Linked DNA regions of Mus musculus: all the other regions are linked to region 1. A link is a contact called in public Hi-C data. All regions are on one chromosome and are shown on one strand. Each heading gives the region's core, a stretch centred on a gene start, on an enhancer-like site or on the middle of the called end of the contact. The rest is flanking DNA. Distances are from core to core; before and after follow the strand shown. Region 1 has its middle 43 kb from the start of Gm46605. Region 2 holds the start of 6530411M01Rik (RIKEN cDNA 6530411M01 gene). Region 3 has its middle 43 kb from the start of 1700010I14Rik.

Region 1 (3,256 bases), core at 348-2,847:
TGAAAAGGACCAGTTATAAGACGGAAGAGCTGCAGTGCTTGGACTGATGTCCCGTCGTGTGTCGTCCCCCCCCCCCCCCACCACCTGGTACAACTCCCTAGAAAAGCTGTGCATAGGGTCCACAAAGGCACATCCTGTCCAGAGTTACTGCAGACTTAAATATCTGTGCAGCCATACATAGTCATGTGTGACTATGACCTTGAAGAGCCAAGGGAGGGTGACCTGAGGTCTAGGGCCCTCCCTTAACCCCGTTAAGGGACGGCAATGTATTATCAAACATAGATGAGTTCGAGCTTGCAGAAATCAGAACATCACGTTTTTGTGAGAGAAAGTTGAGAGCCCAGGGAGGCTGAGTTCCCACAAGGTGCTGAGGTGGGTACATCTGCCCTGCCACGAGGCCCTGTAGGCTTCCCCTGGACCCTAAGGCCACTTTAGCTGGGACCTGAGCTAGCACAGCTTGGTCATCCAGCCTACTGACCTCCATGGGCCCGACTGCCCATCTGTACAATGGGAATGATATTCAGCCCTTGGGTTGCTGCAAGGGTGTGGGGAGGCTCACCCTGAGAATGTAAGATCGTTGGATAAATCAGGTGAAGGAATGGAAGGTGGCTTCTAAGCTGTGACTTCTCAAAGTACCTGGCAAGAACCAGACAGTGGTACAACTGCTCACGTCTCTCTGGGTTTGACCTGGACTTTGGTGGCAAGTCAGAGACATTTTAGGAAGACTGACTCACTGACTGGGTAGTGGTGCTCTGAGTGAGGGGGACCCTGGCAGCCTGTGCCTCAAGTTGACTCAATGCTGGCATGACCTGGCTCTATCCCTAGCCTATTCCCTTGATGCAAAGTGGGGGATTTTGCAGTGTCCTCTGAAAGAATATTGGCAGGATGACCACAGGGAGAGCCAAGGCTCACTGAGAGCCTACTCCGTTAGCTTTTCAGAAAGTCATTTTCTTTCCATGTGCTAACACAGACCTGGAATAAATCTTGACTCCATCACTTCTAAATTGAGCAAAACCTTGGAAAGGGAAGAGGATGTTCAAAATGCTACAACACCTGTGTCTTTCTTTATGCTCACTGGGGTTTGAGGGATTGATCATACATAATATTAACTCCAGTGGTAACTGTTCAGCTCAAACTGGTCGCAGGCAGCTTCCAGTACAGGAAGAGTAGGACAGAGTAGGCTCAACACAGGCTTCCGAGCTTGTCCATAAAGGCAGTGGATAGAGCTGGCCACTGGGTTCTCTGGAATAGACGAGGCGCCACCAAAGCACTATGCATGTTACGGACACCTGCCAGAATAAAAGTTAAGTGGGAAGAGGGTGGGAGGTGGCCCCTGGGCTTAGCAAGCCTCCTGCAGGACCAGGACAGTCTGGAGGAAGGCAGAGTGCTGCCAGGACTTGTATCTGAGAGTTGGAGTTTGAAGTGGGGAAAGATGGATGGCCCTACATCTGAGGCTGCCTCCTGGCTGCCTGTTCTCCCCACGGCATTGTGAAAAAGCACTTCCCAAGTTTAACGTCTCAAGTGGTCTGAAGACTGGTAGAGCAGATGGTGACGTGTTGGCACTGGCTCCCTCTCTGACACCTCAGGCTCAGTCGTGACTCAGTGGGTGGCACAGGCAAGGCTGGGCCATGATGACAGGGGCTGCCAATCATGGCCTTGGGACCCAGAGGCAACTCAGGCGCCAGTTTGAGTGAACAGCCTTAGTGCAAAGGTCCCAGTGTCTACATGGATGTGAGCCTGGCGCCCCTTTCAAGGTCTGTATGGTTGGCTGTCCCTGCAGACCCACGGTGCTCAAATGGGATGTTCACCAGTGACAGCCAGGGCCTCTCAGACTTGTCTTTGCCGCTTCCAAACAATCACTTATGAGCTTCAGACAGTTGCTTGCATGTTTGTTGTCGGGATTCTTCCTCACACAGGTAAACATCGAGTGTTTGAAGGTGTCTGAAATTGTTGCCCATAACAGGGCAATTTTCTGAAAATGCTACCCCAGACTTCGATGGAGACGGTTTCCTTTTTTTTTTTAATTAGAATGAATGAGGCTCCAAACTGACCTTCAGAGTGTATAGCAGGCAGAAGGGTTTAGCTGGCTTTGTAGACATACTTCTTCTGTCCACAGACAAGGCAGAAAGGCAGGGGCTCCATCAGCACAGAACCCCAGGCCTGCCTGGTGCCCACCAACACCTCACATGCACTGCAGAACCACGCCAGCCCTACCTGGTCACGTCCTCAGCACCATGCGCACACCGACCCTGGCTAAAGTGTGTCCTCACTTTAAAAAATTTAGCCAAAAGCTAAATTGTGCTTTGATCTACCCTGCACCAGCCGTGACAAGAGCGGCTTAAGGCCTGAGGGAATCACTGGATTTCTGCTGGGCCCCAAACACCCAATGTCGCTCATGGCACTGGTTACCAACCAGCAAAGGGCCTGTTTCGTGATAGCTGTCTAAAATTATTATTTTGGTCAAGAACACAGTCTACAAATATGCCACCTAAATAGTGTGAGTCTTTAGGAAATCATCGGAGGCTGGGAGAGCCTCCGGGGTCCAAGGCTTCATCAGGTGTCCCTCTGAATACTGACTACAGAAAGGGCACAAGCTTAGAAACTTAACCACAGAATGCCCATCATCTGAGCATTCTCTTTCCTAAAGCATCATGGGAAGTGCCTTAAGTGCCTTAAGCAGGGTTAGGCTGAAATAACTGAGCTCTCGGTACAAGGCCAAGCTGTTTCGAGCAGAAGGATAACCAGGGACTAACTAGGTCCCTGTCCTGCTGCTGCCTGATCCTGGCTAGTACTGCACTGACTAAAGGGTGCCTGCCTGCTTTCATCTCCCAGTGTTTAGCAGCATCTCCTAGAGCTGTGTGAGGAAAGGTCCCGTGTCCCGTCCCGTACCCCCCCCCCCCCCCCCGGGCATGGCTTAAGCCACAGTAGCCAGTCTTAAAAGTTCTGGCGTCTACACCGAGCTCAACATACAGGAGGTGAGGGGGTGAGTACAGTGAGGGCCTTAAGTGGGGATTCCTTCAGACTTCCAAAGTGAACCAAACTGTAGACGTACTGCTTTCCTTTTCTATATTCCCTAGAGCTGATTTTAGGCAGGTATGTACCACACACCCCAGGGTACCTGGCAGTCCCCAGTGGTGTTTGAGGGGCCATTCTACCCAAGGCCTTGCAGTAAGAAAAGCCAAGGACACAATCCAGTGGCTTAGCTAGGCTCTCCAGGCCAAAACAAAGAAAGCCCCAGCCCGCTGAGCACCCTGCT
Region 2 (3,034 bases), core at 54-2,553, 3.1 Mb before region 1:
AAAATATGAATATAGACCAATATTAAAATATAGATAAACTTATTATCCTTATATCTAAATATTATCTACACATACACATTCACACATGCACACTACTCCATAAGAAATGGCAGCCATTTAAAGGTAATATGTGAGATGCTTTATGAAAAAATATAGACACAGCCCATGCATCAACATTCCTCATACATGTATATGTACATAATCAAGGAGTTTACGTGAAAAATGCAAAATACAGAAAATACTGCTCTGGGTGGGTTTCATCTAGAATCCTTTTGCGTTCACACATTTCTCTAATTTCACATCGTATGATTCTGATAACAAAACAAAGGATAGACTCATTTCAGAAGCACCATTTTAGAAAAAGGTCATCTGCTCTGATAATTCTGTTCAGAAATGAACGGGGTCGGGGGTTTGGGGGTGTGGCCCACATGACACATTTCTAGGGCTCTTTTGTGCTTGATTTTGTCCCTCTGAGACAGCACAGTGGGCAGAGGAGCCCAAAGGGAACAGGCACAGCACACTCAGAGTTCCCCTCCCCCACTTTGCTCTCTGAAACTCTGCAGCCAACCTTATTGAATTCCTCGTAGCGATCCTGCCCAGTGCCCCGCTGTGGCCCAGCTGCTTTCCGGCACCCTCTCTGATAACAGAGAGAGGGCGCCCCACACCTGCTTCTGAGACTGGCTCCTTAGGGATGTTACTGTTGCCTCCTGGATCCTGTGCATGCTTGAGAAGGATCCCCGGAACGAGACATTATTATTTTCTCTTTTCTTCGCGGAAAAGAGGCTAAAAATAGGCACAGAAGCACCTTACAGCCTCCAGGCTAGTGGCTGGAAAGTCACCGTTCAGAGGTTAACGCGCCAGCATTAAGACAAAGTAAAGTAGCGAGCGCTCGCGATGTCACGGACTTGCAGAGTAAATAGGGGAGACAGGCTGCTCTGACGTGCTGAATTTATGAACTTTACTGTTCTGCTCCACCCAGAGCGCTCCCCTGCACTCATGGGATGCTGTTGCTGCATTTGCAAGCCACTGTCTCTTTCACCTCTGAGGCGCTGCATTTGCAAGCCACTGTCTTTCACCTCTGAGGCCTGGGAACCACAGCTCCCCTGGGGTCGCTCCTTGCATGGCTTCCGGAGCCTCCAGGGATCTTCAGGTCTCTCCAGGAACAATGCTGTGAGCCCGAAACTGCATTGTCTCAGCCGGATGTTTTGAGGAGGATCCAGGGCACGTTTGCCAGCTTCTAAACAGCATAGCACAACAGCCCCGCTTCTGTGAGTCTCTGCTTTGTGAATCTGCTTTCTGGACTTGTCCTTGCTCAGCACCCAAATTAGCTTAACAAGCTACGGAAATCTCAGCTCGACCTGGAGGCAGCAGTGGCAAGACAGAAACAGAGCTCCGAATCAATTGGCCAGAGGCGTGGGGGGTGGGGGAAGACAAAAGAAACATTGTGTCAAATTTATTTTCTGTACTCTTGGGATTGCAAGGAGAGCCTGAAAATGCTCACAGCGAGAGTGACTAGGGCCGGCTTGGATTTTTAGCTAAAATAAACCATATTCATGTCAAACTGCAAAGGGCACATTGGTTTACCGCGCGAGGGCAAAGAAGACAAACGGCGAAGTAGCGGCATCAAATAATGATCTGAAATTTACCACGGGTTCGCTCGGTACATCCTTCCCTAACTCGTGTATATTTCATTTAAATGTATCCATCAGTTTAAATAGGGCACTAGGTCCGTCCCGCCCTCCACCTGTGCTCTCAATGTTTCTCTGCGTGTCTGCCAGTTTGTGGGATGCCTGCAGCTAAGATGAATCAGAATACAAAGAGAGGGCTGACAGGTTCGTGTATGCCCAAGGTGAGCTGTGACCTAAAATGAGACTAGTTCTAAGGAAAGATGGATCACATGTGTCATGCATGCTGGACCAGCAGATGGCAGCAGAGCTCTGGGCTCCCACCACAGTGAAACTCCGTTCCCTCATCAGAGTGGTCCTATGTGCCCTCTGTGTCACTGACCCCAGAACAACATCTTTGATTTATAATCATACATGACTAGCATCTATCCCTTTTACTACAAATCTATGACATTAATTCAGAGGTCACCATTCTCTGAATGGGACATCCTGCTTACATAAAAAAGAAAAATAAAGTTTAAAGGCGTGGGGGAAATCACAGAACAAAATAGGGGGTATGTGTGTTTCCCCCGTCTTTGAGCTTCTTAGTCTATATTACCCCACAACCAAAACACAATATGTTGGTTGAAAGTGTTTTTTTTGCAACTAGTTCCTAGCATGAGGAAGCATAAGCCTTTAATTTCATCATCTGGGAAACAGAGACAGGAAGATGTCTGTGAGCTCAAGGCCAGCCTGGTTTGCATAATGAGTTCTGGGTCAGCCAGGTACAAAATGAGACCCTGTCTAACAACAAACAAACAAACAAACAACTCTTGCTTGGTTGACCATTCACAATCTCCCCATATTTAATAAAAATTTACCCCCAGAACTATTTTGAAATACCCTCTAACATAATATGATTAGAGATAGTGCCCAGAGCCAAATTTCACTTTGTCCTTAAAACCGCAGTCAGAGATTCTCCAGGTCTTCCCAGCTGTATTTTAATGGTTTAATGATTTTTCAAAGTAGAGGAGTTTGGGAAATTATAGGATTTAACAAATTGATGGCAGTTGGCCTTGTACAGGTTTAATTAAATTAGGGTTTAATTGACGAGATGGAAAGGGGTGGTGGGATTTTTCTCATCAGCATTCCGGGAGCATCAATGAAGATCTGCCTTGCCAGAAAGAGTGTCATAACCTCCCGAGACACTAGATGGTGCTGCAGAGTCACTATGGAATTTCTATTACCGGTTTTTAAGACTCTTTGATCCTACGTTATTATTTTTTTTCCTGCTTTCTGAAGAGCTTGCATCAGAAAACACACCAAAAAAGAGCAGATATTTTTAAAAACGCAGTATTGTCAATGGAATCGTGGAAATTGACGCCCGAGAAAGACGAGATAGGCATGCTTCTGCGTGTTTAAATTTAGAT
Region 3 (3,233 bases), core at 706-3,205, 3.2 Mb before region 1:
CACAAAGGGTCCAGGATGCCAAGCTCTGTAACCCAGGAGTCATGAGACTGAATCACCACCCGACGCTACAGAAGGGGTGGTGAGCCTCTGCAGTATCTTCCATGTGTGCCTCTCATGTGATCCAGAAATGTATCCACAATGTCTACCTGGTGTTCTTAGTTTTTACTCAAGAAAGTGAAAGCGTATACATCTGAAGACTTGCTCACAAGGACTTGTGGCAGCTTCATTGGCTGTAGTTTAAAATCTGGGCTGAGACAACATCCCCACACTGCAATCTTTGGTCCCTATCTGATGGGCAGATGATGGGACCTTTAAGATGTGGGCCCCATGGAAGGAAATGAGTTCACTGGGGACATGTCCTTGAAGAGAACTTTCCACCATTGATGTTATTCCTCAACACAGGCAACAAGGATAGAGTCAACCACTATTTCCCAAAAGCCAGGCGTGTAACTACAAACACAAACAACCCTTGTTTCTGTTTTTTTTTTTTTTTTTTTTTTTTTTTTTTTTTTAAGTTTCTCTGGTGTTCCTTTACTTGGCAGAAAGTGGACTCACTCAACTTGAGCATCAATTCTGGAACAATCTCAGTTTGTAACACTCTCATCTGTGTGGTGTTAGGTCTGTAGCGGCTGTTCATGTGAGTAGTATGCATTGAAGCTGTTCTCTGAAGGATCAGATTATAAGCTGCCCTTTGCCAGAAGGGGGCAACATACCAGAGAGACCAGTGAGACCTCTAACAGCCCTAAGCATCTCAGACACCTGCTTCTAACACCTTGCTTTCACAGAAGAGCTCGCTGGTGTCCTGAAGCCTCGGAGCTGACGGGAAATCAGTCATTCTGGGCAGCATCCTTAAGCTTTGATCTTTCCAGCAGCAATGTGAATTTTACATATTTTTTTTCCCCCCACCGGCATACTTTGTTAGGTTTTTTTTTTTTTTTTTTTTTTATCACAAAAGACTAAGGCTTAGCCTTTGATAAATTCTCATTTGCAGAGATAAAGTAAAAGGGGGAAAAAGCATTGGGACCTTATAGGAAATGGCAATTTCACCCCAACACCCCCCCCCACCACACACACTCATGCAGTGATAATTTCGAAGTTTAGAAGGGTAACACACACACACACACACACACACACACACACACACATATACACACACACACACACACACACACACACACACACACACACACACACACACACACACACACACACACACACACACACACACACACACACACACACACACACACACACACACACACACACACACACACACACACACACACACACACACACACACACACACACACACACACACACACACACACACACACACACACACACACACACACACACACACACACACACACACACACACACACACACACACACACACACACACACACACACACACACACACACACACACACACACACACACACACACACACACACACACACACACACACACACACACACACACACACACACACACACAGACACACACACACACACACACACACACACACACACACACACACACACACACACACACACACACACACACACATACACACACACGCACACACACACACCTACCCCTTCAAGCATGAAAAAAGCATTTGAATTAAGCCAGGCACACAAAGCAAGAGAATTGTGGAGAGAAGCTCTCTGACAGGCAAGCCTGCTCTTTATTCTCTTGAGCTAATTCTGCCACACGACACACTGGCATCCAGAAAAGTAAGATTCTGACAGGCTAATTTCAGCTTGTGCTTCCAATGAAATGTACATAAGGCACTTGTTACGTCTAGTGACAGTCAGTGTCATTTTCTGTTTAAAAGCAATCCATTTGTGTGGATGCCTAGGAGAGCAGGTGCCCGTTGAGGGAGTAGGAAGGGCGTTTGGGGTCTAGTGAAGGTTTGCACGGCCGCTTGGCTGAGGCAAGGGAAGTGAGGCTCGGCCCGGATCATCAGGCTGGATTATCAGGCTGCTTGGGTTCAAGGACAGAGTCATCAAGTCAAGCTGGTGTCTGTCCATGACTTCCCCCGTCAGCGGTAAGATCTTAGGACCTATAGAACAGACGATCAGGTGGTGATATCGTTTGCTTATCAGTCCAGCTTGCTGCAGCTGCGAAGTAGAAAAGCTAAAAACAAAGTCTCTGAGGACAGACACATCAGAATACGGAAACAGAACACCAAAAAAACAAAACGGAGGCAGGCTAAAGGAGGACACGTGTGACCAGTAGGTGGCGCCATTATACCGCACAGAACCCGGCTTTCTGGCAGAGCTCTACTGGGGAGATTAGAGCCATATACAATTTCCTGTTGGCATTGAAGGTGAAGTCAAGGGTTGATATAAAGAGCTCCATGAGGCTCTGAAAATGCCGCATGCCGGCAGCAACCCAGGCTCACCCTTAAAAGAACTTCAGGAGTGAGGGCGCCAAGGAGGATACTGAGTCATAGCCCCATCGAAATAGTGTCTGATGTCACTGGCGAAAATAGACCCGGAGATCTCTTCTGTTTATCCCGCTGTAAAGAGGTGACATTCATCGGGTGACTAGAGAGTTCATTTAATTATAAAAGACAGAGCCATAATAGAGAAGCAGGATACGACTCCCTTGTCTAAAAGGTGTGGTGGATATTTGGAACCATGTATTTCCTAACCTGTGGTTTACAGCGTCTTTTAAAATTTGCTTTCCAAAGGAAACAGCATTTGGAACAGCAAAGATTGCTCAGGTCAAGACAGTGTGTAATTACAGTGCCAGATGGAGACTATTTCTGCCAACCACGATTCTAATTTCGTCTTTCCCTTTACCCAGTACTAAATTGAGTCTACTTAATAGAGACGCGTACTGCCAAAGCCACCCACAGCCCGTGTCCCATTCTGATTTCCACCTATCTTGTAAGATTTCAGACAAGCTTGAGGTTTAGATTGAACAAAGACAAGCTGAGCTACCATAGGGCTGGCTAATCTACAAAGAGGATCTGGGGGTGGGGTGGGTGCTTAAACAGTACATAGAGTGGGCAGGCACAGTCCTCTGACCAGAAAAGCCTCAGGCAAGGACAGTCTGGCACCCCCCTGTTGTGGATTTAAACTACCATTTCTTTGCACTGACTCTCAACTATCTCAGCAGGGATTTTGCTCAGCAATCTTTGCAGAGCCTGTTTCTTCCCTACATACTGAGTATGAGCAGTGGGTAGGGTTTTATTTCATCCTCCTTCCCCAAAATCACTG

What was found. Hi-C and Micro-C count contacts between places; a contact is called where the count stands out from the background.
Region 2: a contact with region 1 is called in a Hi-C map of cerebellum, with 2.1 times the contacts expected there. The contact joins the promoter of 6530411M01Rik here to the enhancer-like site in region 1. A contact is called at or near these places in 6 of 484 Hi-C or Micro-C datasets (the HL-1 cell line, the N1E-115 cell line, cerebellum and 3 more).
Region 3: a contact with region 1 is called in a Hi-C map of cerebral cortex, with 2.9 times the contacts expected there. The contact joins two enhancer-like sites. A contact is called at or near these places in 6 of 484 Hi-C or Micro-C datasets (CD4 T cells, cerebellum, cerebral cortex and 2 more).

The regions. Positions count from the first base shown.
Region 1 is chr17:12,220,549-12,223,804 of GRCm38.p6, forward strand. No RefSeq gene overlaps it. Among named protein-coding and RNA genes, the nearest start is that of Gm46605, 43 kb to the right of the region's middle. Within about 2 kb of position 1,598, at least 22 of the 459 cell types and tissues checked have an H3K27ac peak or open chromatin away from gene starts, as enhancers often do. A contact at or near this core is called in cerebellum and cerebral cortex, where this site is marked.
Region 2 is chr17:9,166,719-9,169,752 of GRCm38.p6, forward strand. 6530411M01Rik (RIKEN cDNA 6530411M01 gene) reads right to left here and starts at 1,304. Exons shown (of 3, transcript NR_027881.1): 1 at 569-1,304. It overlaps Gm52287 (a long non-coding RNA gene), which reads left to right. Exons shown (of 2, transcript XR_003952250.1): 2 at 1-3,034.
Region 3 is chr17:9,029,671-9,032,903 of GRCm38.p6, forward strand. No RefSeq gene overlaps it. Among named protein-coding and RNA genes, the nearest start is that of 1700010I14Rik, 43 kb to the left of the region's middle. Within about 2 kb of position 1,956, at least 64 of the 459 cell types and tissues checked have an H3K27ac peak or open chromatin away from gene starts, as enhancers often do. A contact at or near this core is called in cerebellum and cerebral cortex, where this site is marked.